2 separate regions of the Triticum aestivum genome follow, and region 1 is linked to region 2. A link is a contact called in public Hi-C data. All regions are on one chromosome and are shown on one strand. The core of a region is the stretch at or near the end of the contact, and the rest is flanking DNA. Distances in the headings are between cores, read along the strand shown. Region 1 holds the start of LOC123068837 (brassinosteroid LRR receptor kinase BRL2-like). Region 2 has its middle 84 kb from the start of LOC123068836.

The links. A called contact is a pair of places that touch in the nucleus more often than the background predicts.
Region 1: a contact with region 2 is called in a Hi-C map of leaf, with 10 times the contacts expected there. The contact joins the promoter of LOC123068837 here to the enhancer-like site in region 2. A contact is called at or near these places in 4 of 5 Hi-C or Micro-C datasets (leaf and an unstated tissue).

The regions. Positions count from the first base shown.
Region 1 is chr3B:94,370,626-94,377,076 of IWGSC CS RefSeq v2.1, reverse strand. LOC123068837 (brassinosteroid LRR receptor kinase BRL2-like) reads right to left here and starts at 1,623. Exons shown (of 1, transcript XM_044491517.1): 1 at 1-1,623. The coding sequence starts at 1,554.
Region 2 is chr3B:94,203,454-94,210,659 of IWGSC CS RefSeq v2.1, reverse strand. It overlaps the pseudogene LOC123067358. Among protein-coding and RNA genes, the nearest start is that of LOC123068836, 84 kb to the right of the region's middle. Within about 2 kb of position 3,704, at least 4 of the 8 cell types and tissues checked have an H3K27ac peak or open chromatin away from gene starts, as enhancers often do.

The DNA.
Region 1 (6,451 bases), core at 374-2,873, 170 kb before region 2:
CTGTAGCACGGCGAGCCGGGACAGCCGGCCGAACTCCGGCCTGATCGTGCCGCTGATCCGGTTGCTCGTCAGCGAAATCCACTCGAGGCCGGTGCAGTTAAAGAGCTCGACGGGGATGTCGCCGCCGATGAAGTTGTTGTTGAGGATGAGCGTGCGGAGGCTCCGGCATTGCCCGAGCTCCGCGGGGATCTGGCCTTCTAGCTGGTTGAGCCACGTCACGAGCTGCTCCAGGGCACGGAGCATGCCGAGCTCCGGCGGGATCGGGCCGCGCAGGTAGTTGATGCTGAAGTCGATCACCCGAAGGCGCGAGCAGTTGGCCAGACCCGGAGGGATCGCGCCGGTGAGGAGGTTGTCCGGCATCCGGAGCTCCTCCAGCGCCGCGCCGCCCCTGCAGAGCTCGGCGGGCAGCGCACCGGCGATCTTGTTGCTGCTGAGGTCGGCGACCCTGAGGCTGTTGCAGGCAGAGATGGTGCTCGGGAGCGATCCCGAGATGAAGTTGTTGCTGAGAAGCAGGATCTCCAACTTCGTGAGGTTCCCGAGCACCGCGGCCGGGATCGAGCCGGAGATGTTGTTGTTGGCCGCGTCGAGCAGCTGGAGCGCGCGGCACGACGAAAGGGACTCCGGGATAGAGCCGGAGATGTTGTTGCTCGAGACTCTGAGGATCTGCAGCGACGAGCACGCGGCCAGGCTGCGTGGGATGGCGCCGGTGAGGCGGTTCCCCGAGACGTCGAGCACCTCGAGGCCAGCGACGTCGCCGATCGACTCCGGGATCGCGCCGGCGAGGGCGTTGTAGGATACGTTGAGCGTCTTGAGGCCGGCGCAGCGGGAGAAGGACGGCGGGATCGTGCCGGTGAAACGGTTGGCGGAGAGGTCGAGCAGGACCAGCGTGTCGGGGAACGACGCGCCGGAGACGTCCCCGGACATGTTGTTCCCGGCGACGTCGAACACCTGAATCGTGCTCGGCGGAGACAGTAGGTTAAGAGGGAGAGCGCCGGTGAGGTTGTTCCGCGCGAGGCGGACGTCGGTGAGGTTGGGGTAGTAGTGCGCCAGCTGCATGTCGGCGGGGAGGCTGCCGGCGAGGCCGCCGTCGGAGAGGTCGAGCGTCAGCAGCGCACGGGGGAGCATGGGAATGTCCCCAGCGGCGTCGGCGCGGAGCTGGGCGTTGCCGGAGAGGTTGAGGTGGCGCAGCGTGTCAATGGAAGCGAGCGCTGCAAACGAAGAGCGCCCGGAGAGGCCGCAACCGGCGAGGTTGAGCCCCTCCACCCGCCCCTCGCCGTCGCACGTCACCCCGTACCACCTGCACCACGTGCCATTACCACTACCACCACCGCCGGGCGACCCTTGCTGCTGCCATTGCCAAGACGAGAGCACGCTCCTAGGGTCCTTGTGGACGGACGCCTTGAAGCGGAGGAGCGCCCCCGCGTCGTCGCCGGTTCCCGCGGACACGGTCGTCGTCGTGTACGTCGACGAGAGGAGGAGGAAGACGACGAGGAGGAGCATGCGATCCATCGCCACTGGCATGGCTGGCACGGGGACGCCGATGAGGAATGTCATTGACTCATGGTCTCCCTCACGTTGGATGGTCTGTGCTTAGTAGCACGAAAGGTGTTTGAGGAAAGGAAAGAGAGCGTGCGCCATTGTGGCTTTTGGAGGTAAAAAGCTCGATAAAGATGGCTTTTGTTGTGTGTGTAGGAGTATTAGAAACATCATCGGTCGGTTAACCCACGGTGTGTGTGCGTGTCTTAAGGCTTTTGCTAATATTGTGTTGATGATGATAGGATTCGCTTTACCTCTGGATCAACCATGGGGAATCATGTGTGCACGAGGGAAAAGGAAGGCATGCACGTGAGTAAGTGGAGGGGAATCATGGCACACGAAGTCAGGAACACATTGATCTTATGAATGGAAATTGCACCGAGCTCAGCAGCAGTCCCTACAACCGGTCATCCAACGCTAGCACTCAAATTTCCCCTAAAATACAACATCTTCAATGTAAACTATGTTAGAACCGAGAGTATATCCATGCGCGGAGAGGGGGGGGGGGGGGGGGGGGGTATGGGTAGATTCAAAAAATTTGTGAAAGTTTGAACCAAACCCAAACACAACAGCGGAATAAACTGAGTATGTCAAACACTGAAGACAAATAGCCAGAACTGGACTTAACGAGAGATAAAGAGAGCGAGCTAAACAAATCTCTTGAGGAAATATATTAATCGTTCGAGAATAATAGTTCACAATCTTAATGATCACAATGGTCATATTGTATGCTAGGAGATAAAACAACATGAGAGAGCAACCAATATGAGTTGAGATGCTAGCGAACTAAACAGCGGAAGGATGAAGACAGAAACAGAGATAGCGATTGAGGGAAAAAGAAGAGAAACAGAACAAGGCACAAAGTGAATGTGAACTATTGCGAGATGTTACTCAGAGTATAGCTAAGAGCATCTCCAGCAGGAGCGCAACGCGTGGCGCGTTAAAAAAGCGTTTACGACGCCTCCATAGCCAGTTTTTGCGCGCCGCGGAGCGCTGGCTGCAGTGGCCGCCACAAAAAATTGCGCGCGCGCGTCGCTCCAGCAGACGCGCTAAACTACAGCGCGCGCGCGCCGCTCCAGCAGACGCGCTAAACTACAGCGCGCACGAGCAGCCGACGCTTGCCATATGTTCAGTTTGGAGACAATATGATGATATTTCAAACATCAAAACAAGACATGGCATAGTTTAAATCACCCAAACAAGTTCATGACATATCATAGTTCAAAATCATGCCCACATCATCATTCAAACAAGTTCAAAATCATCCAACCAAGTTCATGACACAAAAGTTCACACAAACAAATGGCACATCAACAATCATGTCTCATCCTCATCTTCGTCCTCCTCTTCCTCCGATTCTTCATCATCATCTTCGTCCTCCTCTTCGTCCAACTCTTCCTCCCCGTCTTCATTGTGTCGCGTCGCATCATCATGGGGAGCTCGGAAGGTGGCAAGATCTCCAACGACATCATGCGAAGGTATGTGAGGCACACCGGAGGACATGCGTCCACCCATGTCACCCGGAGGTTCTCCCATGCCTCCCATGAGAGACGCAAAACTCATGCCTCCCATGGTAGCTCCGAAGCCACCCATGCCTCACATGCCCCCCCCCCATGGTAGCTCTGAAGCCACCCATCCCTCCCATGCCGCCCATGGTAGCCCTGAAGCCACCCATGCCACCCATGCCACCAGTCCCGCTCATGCCACCCATGCCACCCATGCCACCAGTCCCGCTCATGCCACCCATGCCGCCCATGCCACCCATGCCTCCCATGGCCATGGCTCTTTTTTGGACCAAGACTTCTTCACGATCAAGATTGACGTACTCCTTTTGCTTCTCACCGAGGGTGGACGTGTCCATGAAGAACGAGTGTTTCTCCCATTCCAACAATCTAGTTCGCTCCTTCATGGCCAATTTCTTCTCCTCCAATGCCACCTTCCTCTCCTCGGCCGCCACCCTCCTCTCCTCGGCTGCCGCATCTTGATTCCTTGCCATCTTCCTCACCTCGTTCACTTCCTTTCTTACGTTCACAATAGCTTCCATAGCATTTTTTAGCCCGTCATCACCTTTCCTCTTCTTCTTTTCTTTTCCATCTTTCTTGCATACATTTGGTCTTCTTGGCTTGGAGTACGCAACCGAGTTTAGTGTAGGGCTTCTCTTGCCGTCATCACTTGATGCCTCCTCCTCATCATCATCCAAATCAATAGTTCGCTTGCGTTTGTTGCTCTCCTCATCATTGACACCATCACGAGGCTTCCATTTCTCATCATCCTTCAACGCATCATAGCAATGAGGCAAGCTAAATGGTCTCCCTTTCTTGATCTTCCCTTTCTTGGTCTTCTTCTCCTCTCCTTGAAATAAGTTTTGTGCAATAGTGAGCTGTTGGGAAATGTTGCATGGAAAACAAAAAAATTCTACGCACATGCAAGATCTATCAAGGAGATGCATAGAAACGAGAGGGGGAGAGTGTGTCTACGTACCCTCGTAGACCATAAGCGGAAGCATTTGAGAGCGCGGTTGATGTAGTCGAACTTTCTTTGTGATCTAACCGATCTAGTACCGAACGTACGGCACCTCCGCGTTCAGCACACGTTCAGATCGGTGACGTTCTTCGCCTTCTTAATCCAGCAAGACAGTGAGGTAGTAGATGAGTTCCGTCAACATGACGATGTGGTGACGGTGACGGTGAAGTGATCTCCGCAGGGCTTCGCCTAAGCACTACGAAAATATGACCGGGGGTGTAAACGGTGGAGGGGGACGCCGCGACTAACAATTGATCTGGTGTGTGCTAGGCGCCCCCTTCCCACATATATATAGGTGAGACGGGGAGGGCAGGCAGCCTGGCGCACCACATAGGTGGCCGTCCAGCCCTAGGACTCATGCCCTGGCCGCGCCCCCCCTGCGATGTTTGGACAAGGGGGAAGGAAAGAGGGGGGGGGGGGAGGGAAGGAAGGGGGAGTCCTACTCCACACTTTCCTTTCCCTTCCCCTCTTTCCTTCTCCTCCTAGGCCGGCCTGCTATGGGGGGCGCACCAGCTCCTTGTGGCTGGTGCATTCCCTCTCTTGACCCATAAGGCCCATAACTTTTGCCGGGGGTGCCCGGAACCCCTTCCGGTGACCCGATAAGTACCCGATTACCATCGTCCTATATATCAATCTTTACCTCTCGACCATTTCGAGACTCCTCGTCATGTCTGTGATCTCATCCGGGACTCCGAACAACATTCGGTGACCAAATCACATTACTCATATAACACTATATCGTCAACGAACGCTAAGCGTGCGGACCCTATGGGTTCAAGAACTATGTAGACATGATTGAGACACCTCTCCGGTCAATAACCAATAGCGGAACCTGGATGCCCATATTGGCTCCTACATATTCTACGAAGATCTTTATCGGTCGAACCGTTATGACAACATACGTAATTCCTTTTGTCCATCGGTATGTTACTTGCCCGAGATTCGATCGTCGGTATCTTCATACCTAGTTCAATATCGTTACCGGCAAGTCTCTTTACTCGTTCCGTAATACATCACCCCGTGACTAACTCCTTAGTTGTTTGCTTGCAAGCTTATGATGTGTATTACCGAGAGGGCCCAGAGATACCTCTCCGATACTCGAAGTGAGAAATCCTAATCTCGATCTATGCCAACTCAACAAACACCTTCAGAGATATCTGTTGAGCATCTTTATGATCACCCAGTTACGTTGTGACGTTTGATAGCACACAAGGTATTCCTCCGGTATTCGGGAGTTGCATAATCTCATAGTCGAAGGAATATGTATTTGACATGAAGAAAGCTATAGCAATAAAACAGAACGATCGATATGCTAAGCTAATGGGTGGGTCTAGTCCATCACATCATTCTCCTAATGATGTGATGCCGTTATCAAATGACAACACATGTCTATGATTAGGAAACCTTAACCATCTTTGATCAACGAGCTAGTCTAGTAGAGGCTTACTAGGAACACATTATTTGTTTATGTATTCACACATGTATTTAAGTTTCCGAATTCTAGCATGAATAGTAAACCTTTATCATGAATAAGGAAATATAAAATAACAACTTTATTATTGCCTCTAGGGCATATTTCCTTCAGTCTCCCACTTGCACTAGAGTCAATAATCTAGTTCACATCGTCATGTGGTTAACACCCACAGTTCACATCGCCATGTGACCAACACCCAAAGAGTTTACTAGAGTCAATAATCTAGTTCACATCGCCATGTGATTAACACCCAAAGAGTACTAAGGTGTGATCATGTTATGCTTGTGAGAGAAGTTTAGTCAACGTGTCTGTTACATTCAGATCCGTATGTTTGCAAATTTCTATGTCTACAATGCTATGCATGGAGCTACTCTAGCTAATTGCTCCTACTTTCAATACGTATCCAGATTGAGACTCAAAGTCATCTGGATCGGTGTCAAAGCTTGCATCGGCGTAACCCTTTACGATGAATTCTTTATTACCTCCATAATCGAGAAACATTTCCTTGGTCCTCTTTAAGGCACCTAAGGATAATTTTGACCGCTGTCTAGTGATCAACTCCTGGATCACTATTGTATCTCCTTCCCAAACACATGGCAAGGCACACAACATGTCTAGTACACAGCATATCATACTTTATAGAACCTATGGCCGAGGCATAGGGAATGACTTTCATTCAATGTTGAGGATATCGCTTATCGTTATCGTCTCGGTCAGCTAGGGATTAGAGATTAGTTGGAAATCGGCCGATTAATCGATTTTATCGGTCGACTAATAATCGGACATTTTTTTGCAAATCTTAGGTTCCCAACACTAAAATATGCTATATTCAACACCAAAACAATATTGGACAGAAGTGTTACCTTGATTCCTAGCCTTTTAATCCTCGTATAATGGAAAAAAATAGAACAACATTAT
Region 2 (7,206 bases), core at 2,455-4,954:
CGGTGGTGGTGTAGCCGAAGCTCAATGGTATTGCGGAGATGCAATGATGGGTTTTGGAGTAGGTAATGCAAAAATGGAGGGTTATTGGGTTATGCGAGTCAATGTTGAAGTGACCGTCCCTAAGTAGCCGAAACACCTTAGGAGACACAAGCCACAACTCAAACAAGATCAAACAAAATTGGGTTAAGTTGGGGTGGCAGAAGTGTATGGTGGACAGCCTATGCGAAAATGGTGGTGGTGGTTGATGAAGAAGCAACCGTCCCTAAGTAGCTGAAACACCTTAGGAGACTCAAATCACAACTCAAGCAACCACTAATGCTATGGTGAACAAAATGGGTTAGGTTGTGGGAGGCTATGGTGGTTATGCGGATGATGCGGTGGAAGCCCTAGGCAAAGATGCCAAAATTCACAAAATTTGATGGAGTCAAATGATGTTGGTGGTATTTTTGTGGGATGGGGATGTCAATAGCTTCAAAACAAGCTAAAGAACGTCGAAATAGAAATTTGGATGAATTAGTTATGGCTGAAACAAGAATCGGACGAAGTTGATATCTACAGGTGTCGGACGTCCGGAAATGGATGGATGTCCAGTCGTCGGACGTCCGGTCGGGCTCGGAAATCCACTAATTTTGTTCTGTGGCACCGGTCGTCCAGAAGTGTCGGATGTCCGGTGGTTCGGGAGGCTCCAGACGTCCGGTAAAGTGGCGCTCGTACGGTTGGTCTGGGTCAACGCGAATTGCGAGTTTTGGGACGCAATTTTGGGCAGAAATTGGGGATTTTGGGCTCAAAATTGATGAGATTTAGTGGATAAAAAGTGGAAAAACTTGGGGAGATGCTAGATCCACTTGAAACCAAGCAAATCCATGGATCAAAATCAACAAAACATCATCAAACCAACAAATCACAAAAAATAGGACTATTTTTGGTGAGGATTTTCGAAATTTAGGACGAAATCAAACAAAAGAAGGCTAGAAAACGAGGGGAGGGACTCCAAATACGTGATCAACGTGGCTCATGATACCAAGATGATGTAGGGTAGAACCCTAGTTGCCCGATCTTTCACGATTGGAGGGGATCCTACGAAGAACACGAAGAACACGAGGGGAAACACGAGGGAAATCACGAGGGGAAATGAGAGAAAACACTCAAATAGACAAGAAGCGACCACACATGTGCTAGATCCTCGAAACACAAATAGATTCACGGTCCAAATCCAACAAAGGACGATACAAGTGGTAACTAGTTCATCTCCGTGAGGACGTCTTGAGGGGTCTTCCCATGAAGGGGTCTTGAATCCAAGGTGGATCTTCTCCGAAGAGGGAGCGGTCTCTCTCGATGGAGTAGATCCGGATGGATGAGCAAAGTTCTATCTCAAATGAGCTAATCTTTTACTAACCCTAGCTAGGAGGAGGTGGAGGAGTATATATAGTCTAGGGCCACGAAGGGGTAAGTGGAAGAGAGTTACAAGGCCCAAGGCCCGCGGATGCACACAACCATGCATCGGACGTCCGGAGGCTCACGAGGGACCGGTCGTCTGGTGCGCATCAGAATTCCGACGTTTCTTCTCTGGTGTGGTGGCACCGGATATCCTGAGACGGTCGGGCGTCCGATCGCTGGAATGTGTCAGACGTCCAATACTTGTCGGTCGTCCGGCCGCTGTAGCTTCCGTCGGCTGGCCCTTCTAGCTGGCTGAGTGTCTAGGAGTCGAACGTCCGGCGTCGGACGGTGGCTAAAGCTTCCGAGCAGCTCCTTGTCTTGCTCCGCTTCCTCGCCTTCTCGTCCGATGCTTCTAGCTACTTCATGGTCTTCCTCTTGGTTCCTGGTCATGCATAGCACATATGTTTGAGGTAGTAGCCATGTCTCGCATGTGGAAAGTGACGGTTCAGAGAGGAGCGAGTTCACCTTGTGTCCAATGGCATATGTTCGAGGTTTCGTCATACGTCCTCTTGGGGCTTGGAGAGTAGTCGGAGTGTACATGGAGATGAACATAGAATGCTCCACATCAGGATAGCCTTATGCCCAATTAATGTTTTTAAAAGTGGTTAGGTTCCTACCAAAGGCTAGCTAGGTTTCTACTGGTTGCATTTGGTTTTCACTCTTCCTAAGGAAACATCAAGCAATTCAAATTCAATCACAAGCAATCCTAGGCAATCATGGGTATTTCCTAGCAAAATTTTAATTCTCTGTGAATTTTTCAATATACCAGATTTGGGAAAAATCTGGAATGTGGCACGGACGAAACAAGGAAACCCTAAATCGCCTTCGAAAGCGTCTAAGCCGAAGCCAAATGCAAACCGTCACCTACATGGGACGGAAGAGTACCACCTACACTAGGGAGGGCAATCCCTATGTTTAGGCCGTGTGTTTTGTGTTGCGGTGGATTATGATAATCAAGCTTTTTCAGATGGTTTTTACCTATTTTTCTCTTTGGGCCAACCAACTTTTTCTACCCTAGTTATCACAACATACTACAAAACAAGTTTAGCATTTTGCTCAAAATGTGTTTTTAGCACAACACACTTCAGCAAACACAAACCAATCTTAAATTAATCGTGTCATTTATTAGAGTTATGACTATCCCGACATAATTTTACTCCAAATCAATTTCTAGAGCTTTTCTTGGGGATCGCCCACGCCAAGGGATGGTTCTCAGGGTCGAGATGGGATATCATTGCGAAATTAGGTTAATCTACATTAGTTCAATGTTCATTACTGTTGGTGTTCGTGTGATTACATTAAGATCCCTTGCTTAGATCAGTCAGATAAATTAGGGAACGTGCCTCTTGGTATAGGTTACGTATTTGTGAAAGACGCTAACGAGAAGCCGTTTGCGTGCGACAAAATAATACATGACCCTCGATCCTCGAATCGTCTCCGACCGCCGCAACGCAGAACTCCCAATGGGCCTCCTCCCCGTCGGCGATGGCCCTGTACCCGGAGCTGTTCGAGGCCGCAGCGGCTTCCGGTGGTACACGCGGGTGCAGGCGGCGACCATCCCGCTGTGCAGTCGCACAAGGACTTGTCCGTCGACGTCGCCACCTGCTCCGCCAAGACCCTCGGCTTCTTCGTCCCCGTCGTCGAGATGCTCTGCCGCCTCTCAAACACCACCAGGTCACCTCACTGCTCAGTGCCCTCTTCCTGTCACTTTCTCTTGTTTTGCTTATGAGATCCATGTAGTAGTTCAATCCTGAAACGAATTTCTGTAGGTTCTTGGCATCATCGTCTCTGCGACGAGAGAATTGTCTTTCCAGATATACAATGTGGCGCAGCCCTTCTTGGCGACACTGAAGGGCGTGTCGTCCATTCTACTGGTTGGTGGATTGGACATTATTACATTAAGGTTGAGCTCAAGAAAGTGCAGGAAGAGAGCGCAAAAATACTGGTGGGCACTCCCGGAAGCTGTTCAACATAATGGAGCGCCTGGACACCCTGGAGTACAAGTATCTTGAGGTTGGTTTGGGGAACAATGGAACTGTGTTTGATTGTTTTTTTGCTTTGGCACAAGTGTCACATTTGTTGATGTTATTTTGGTTTGTGTGTGCCTTGGAAGCAGATTTTGATCCTGGATGAGGCTGATAAGCTCTTGGATACAGCTTTCAGAAGCAGGTTATGTCAGGCACAAGAGGCAACGCAGTGTAGCTGTTACGGAAATATCGTTTCAGTTAACGGACGGCCACGATGGATCCCCTGCGCGGGGCTGATATCCACCGTTGGATTTACTTTACCAGCTGTTGCTGTAGCTTTTCACCTATAACAGTCGGGATGTGGCTGGGATCGACTATCACTTTTCCCCAATTCTGAATCATGGGCTAGAACCCTAACACTCGAGCTCCATATACTCGCAATATACCTTCGATTTCGGCCAGAATTAGCCCTTCTCTTGCCGATAATTAGCACCAACTAGTCCATAGAACGTCTCCGGTCTGACAAATTGGTATCATGAGCCATAGTTCTTCGGCGGAAGCGCTCTGCTGGTGAATTTCTTCACCCGGCGGCGGCTCCCACCCTTGTCCCACCCTTTTTCGAGAGCGGCGAGGCGAAATTGGTGGCGGGGTCCGGTGTGGTGGCGCAGGCGGCGGTGAAATTCGGGCATAAATCGGCCGAGCAGAAGCGGTTGTTCGGACATCTTGTTCGTTCGGTAAAAATTCCGTGTTCTAAGCTCCGATCCGTGTGCCAGGGAGGCGAGATTGTCGGCGGCGGCAGGATCTGCGGTATTGGGGAGGGTTGCTGAGAATTCAGTGGTAAAATTCCGTACCCATACCTCAGATCAAGGCGATGGGACGCTCCAAGGTAATCGATGACACTGATCTGCAGGAATTTTTGGCCATGCGCGATGAATTTGGTGTCCTACAAAAGGACAGCAGTCAGTTACAGACTCGGGTGTCAAAGATCCAAACAGAGGTCCAAACAATTGGGTCTAAGCAAGGAGAGATTTCTGCTACTGTAGGCGATGTGGAAAAGGTGGTACTGGATTTGGGTAAACAACTATCAGTAATCAGTAATGTTCTTCAAACCTTGGTGAAAACAACGCAATCAACACAACAAGCAGATCGCCCTTCCAGTTCTCAGGAAGTGCCCAAATCTCATACACTGAACCAGGATCGCTCGCAAGAACAAGAGGCACGAGTGGAGCAGTTACGGAAACAACTAGCAGCAGAGAAAGAAAACTCTAAGCAATTAGAAGACATTCAGTTACAAAATCTGCCACCAATCAGAGTGAATAGAGCTGAAGGACCTCCGGGATCTGCAACGCAGGGACGACTGGAACAACATAGTGCAGTGGGCATTCCGGCAACAGCAAGACAGCAAGTCCACACCCCTGCATTCAACCAGTTCTATCAGCAGAACAGAGAAAGGTAGATGTGGCAGGGTTATCACAGAAGTTATGAACAGGACATGCAAGCACAGTTCATGAGAGCATTGACTAAAGGCCCTAAAATGGAGTTTCCCAAATTCTCAGGAGTGGATCCAGTGGGGTGGATCAGACAATGCAACAGATATTTTTAGATGGTTGCTGCTCCAGAAGAGTATAAAGTATCATTAGCTCAACTATATATGGTGGATGAAGCTGATGTTTGGTTAAGAAGATCTGGGCTGCTCAAGAAACAACTGTCCTGGAAACAATTTGGGGCAGAGATAGTGAAGAGGTTCTCAGAACAAGGATCCTATGATCTAACCGAAAAATTCACTTCTTTGAAACAAGCAAACAGTACAGTGTCTGCATATACAAAGCAATTTGAGGACCTGATGGCAGAAGTCATGGAAGAAAACCCTGAACTAGGAGAAACCTGGTTCATAAGGTGCTATGTAAAAATGGTCTCAGGGATGGAATTAAATTTCAGTTGAGACCACTGAGACCTCAATCTTTGATTGATGCATAATGTTTAGCTAAAGAAGTAGAACCCAATCATCCACCTATCAGTGCAATTCCCAAGAAAATGGCCAGTACATTTGTCAATTATTATCAGAAGAATACTGGTGCCTTTCAGAACAAAACCAGCAGCAACACTGTGACTGTGCAACAGAATACTCCAGCAAAACAAATAGAGAATAACTCCAACACATTCACAAAACTACGCAAAGTGGGGGAATGTTGGAGATGTGGAGACAAATGGACACATGGTCATAGGTGCAAGTTAATTCCCAATGTTCACTTGTTACAACCAGAGAGTATGGAGCAAGAGGTGTTGGAAGAAGAAGTGTTGCAGCAGGAACAGGAAGAAATTCCAGAAGAAGGGGACCAGGCAATGTTCATTACTGCTCATGCATTGGGCCAGCAAATAGCAATACCTACACCAACTGTAGTTATTCACATAAATGGCAAAAGAGCAACTGCTTTACTGGATTCAGGCAGCAGTGCTTCATTTATAAGTCAAGAATTTGCTGTTAAAGCTAATTGTCACTTATTGCCAGTGAAACCCAGACTTATTGCAGTAGCTGGAGGTGGCAAATTAACTTCCAAAGCTGTGGTGCCCAACTGTGAATTCCAGCTGGCCAAACACACATTGCAGTATAATTTCAGAGTGTTACCTTTGCCTGGATATGATGTAATTCTGGGATATGACTGGTTTACCCTCATGAGCCCAGTAACTTTCAACATACCAGATAACACTTTTAGTTTTTCACTTCAAGGAAAAACAACAATTACTGCAGCAATCTTTAACACACCAGAAAAAGTTCAGGAAGTACCAGCTGAGAAGATGAGCAAATTACTGGAAAAAGGAGCTGAGGCATTCTTACTGCAGGTGCATAATATCATTCTACAAGCTCCTGTGGGTTTTAAAACTCCCCCTCAAGTGTAGAAACTGTTATTAAAATATGCAGATCTCTTTGAAGAACCCAGATCCTTGCCTCCACATAGGGAGTGTGATCACACAATCCCTCTCATGCCTGGTACTTAACCTCCTCATTCCAGGCCATACAGAGTGCCTATGCATCCGAAGAAAGAGATGGAGGAACAGATCAAGAAATTATTGGCAGCACATTTCATCAGACATAGTCAAAGCCCCTATGCTGCTCCTGTGATCTTATAGTAAGGAAGAAAGGACAGTTCAAATGGACGAATGCACATAACACAGCATTCTCTCAGCTGCAGCAAGCACTGATAACTGCACCAGTTCTTGCTCTTCCTAATTTCTCCTTGCCTTTCACTCTGGAAACTGATGCCTCTGGCAAAGGGATTGGAGCAGTGTTGATGCAGCAGGGAAGGCCTCTTGCATACTATAGTTCCTCCTTGTGTCCAAGAAACCAAGCTCTCTCCACTTACGAAAAGGAAGCCTTGGCCATACTGGAAGCCCTTAAAAGATGGAGGCACTATTTGCTTGGAAATGAGCTTCTAATTAAAACTGATCAGCAATCCCTCAAATTTATTACTGATCAGAAAATAACTGAAGGTGTGCATCATAAATTGATGATGAAATTACTGGAATTCAACTTTAAAATTCAGTACAAGAAGGGCATTACAAACAAGGTTGCTGATGCATTGTCAAGAATTCTTCCCTCCTGCAGAGCAATATCCATAGTCACTCCTGTATGGGCACAAGAACTGATAGAAGGATATCACAAAGACCCAATTTCTAAAGGAATATTGGAAAAATTGCTGTTACACCCTGAAAGCTGCCTGCCTGATTACACCATCACATCTGGTATCATCAGATACAAAGGAAGAATATTGGTTGGAAATTTTTCTAACTTAAGAAACAGATT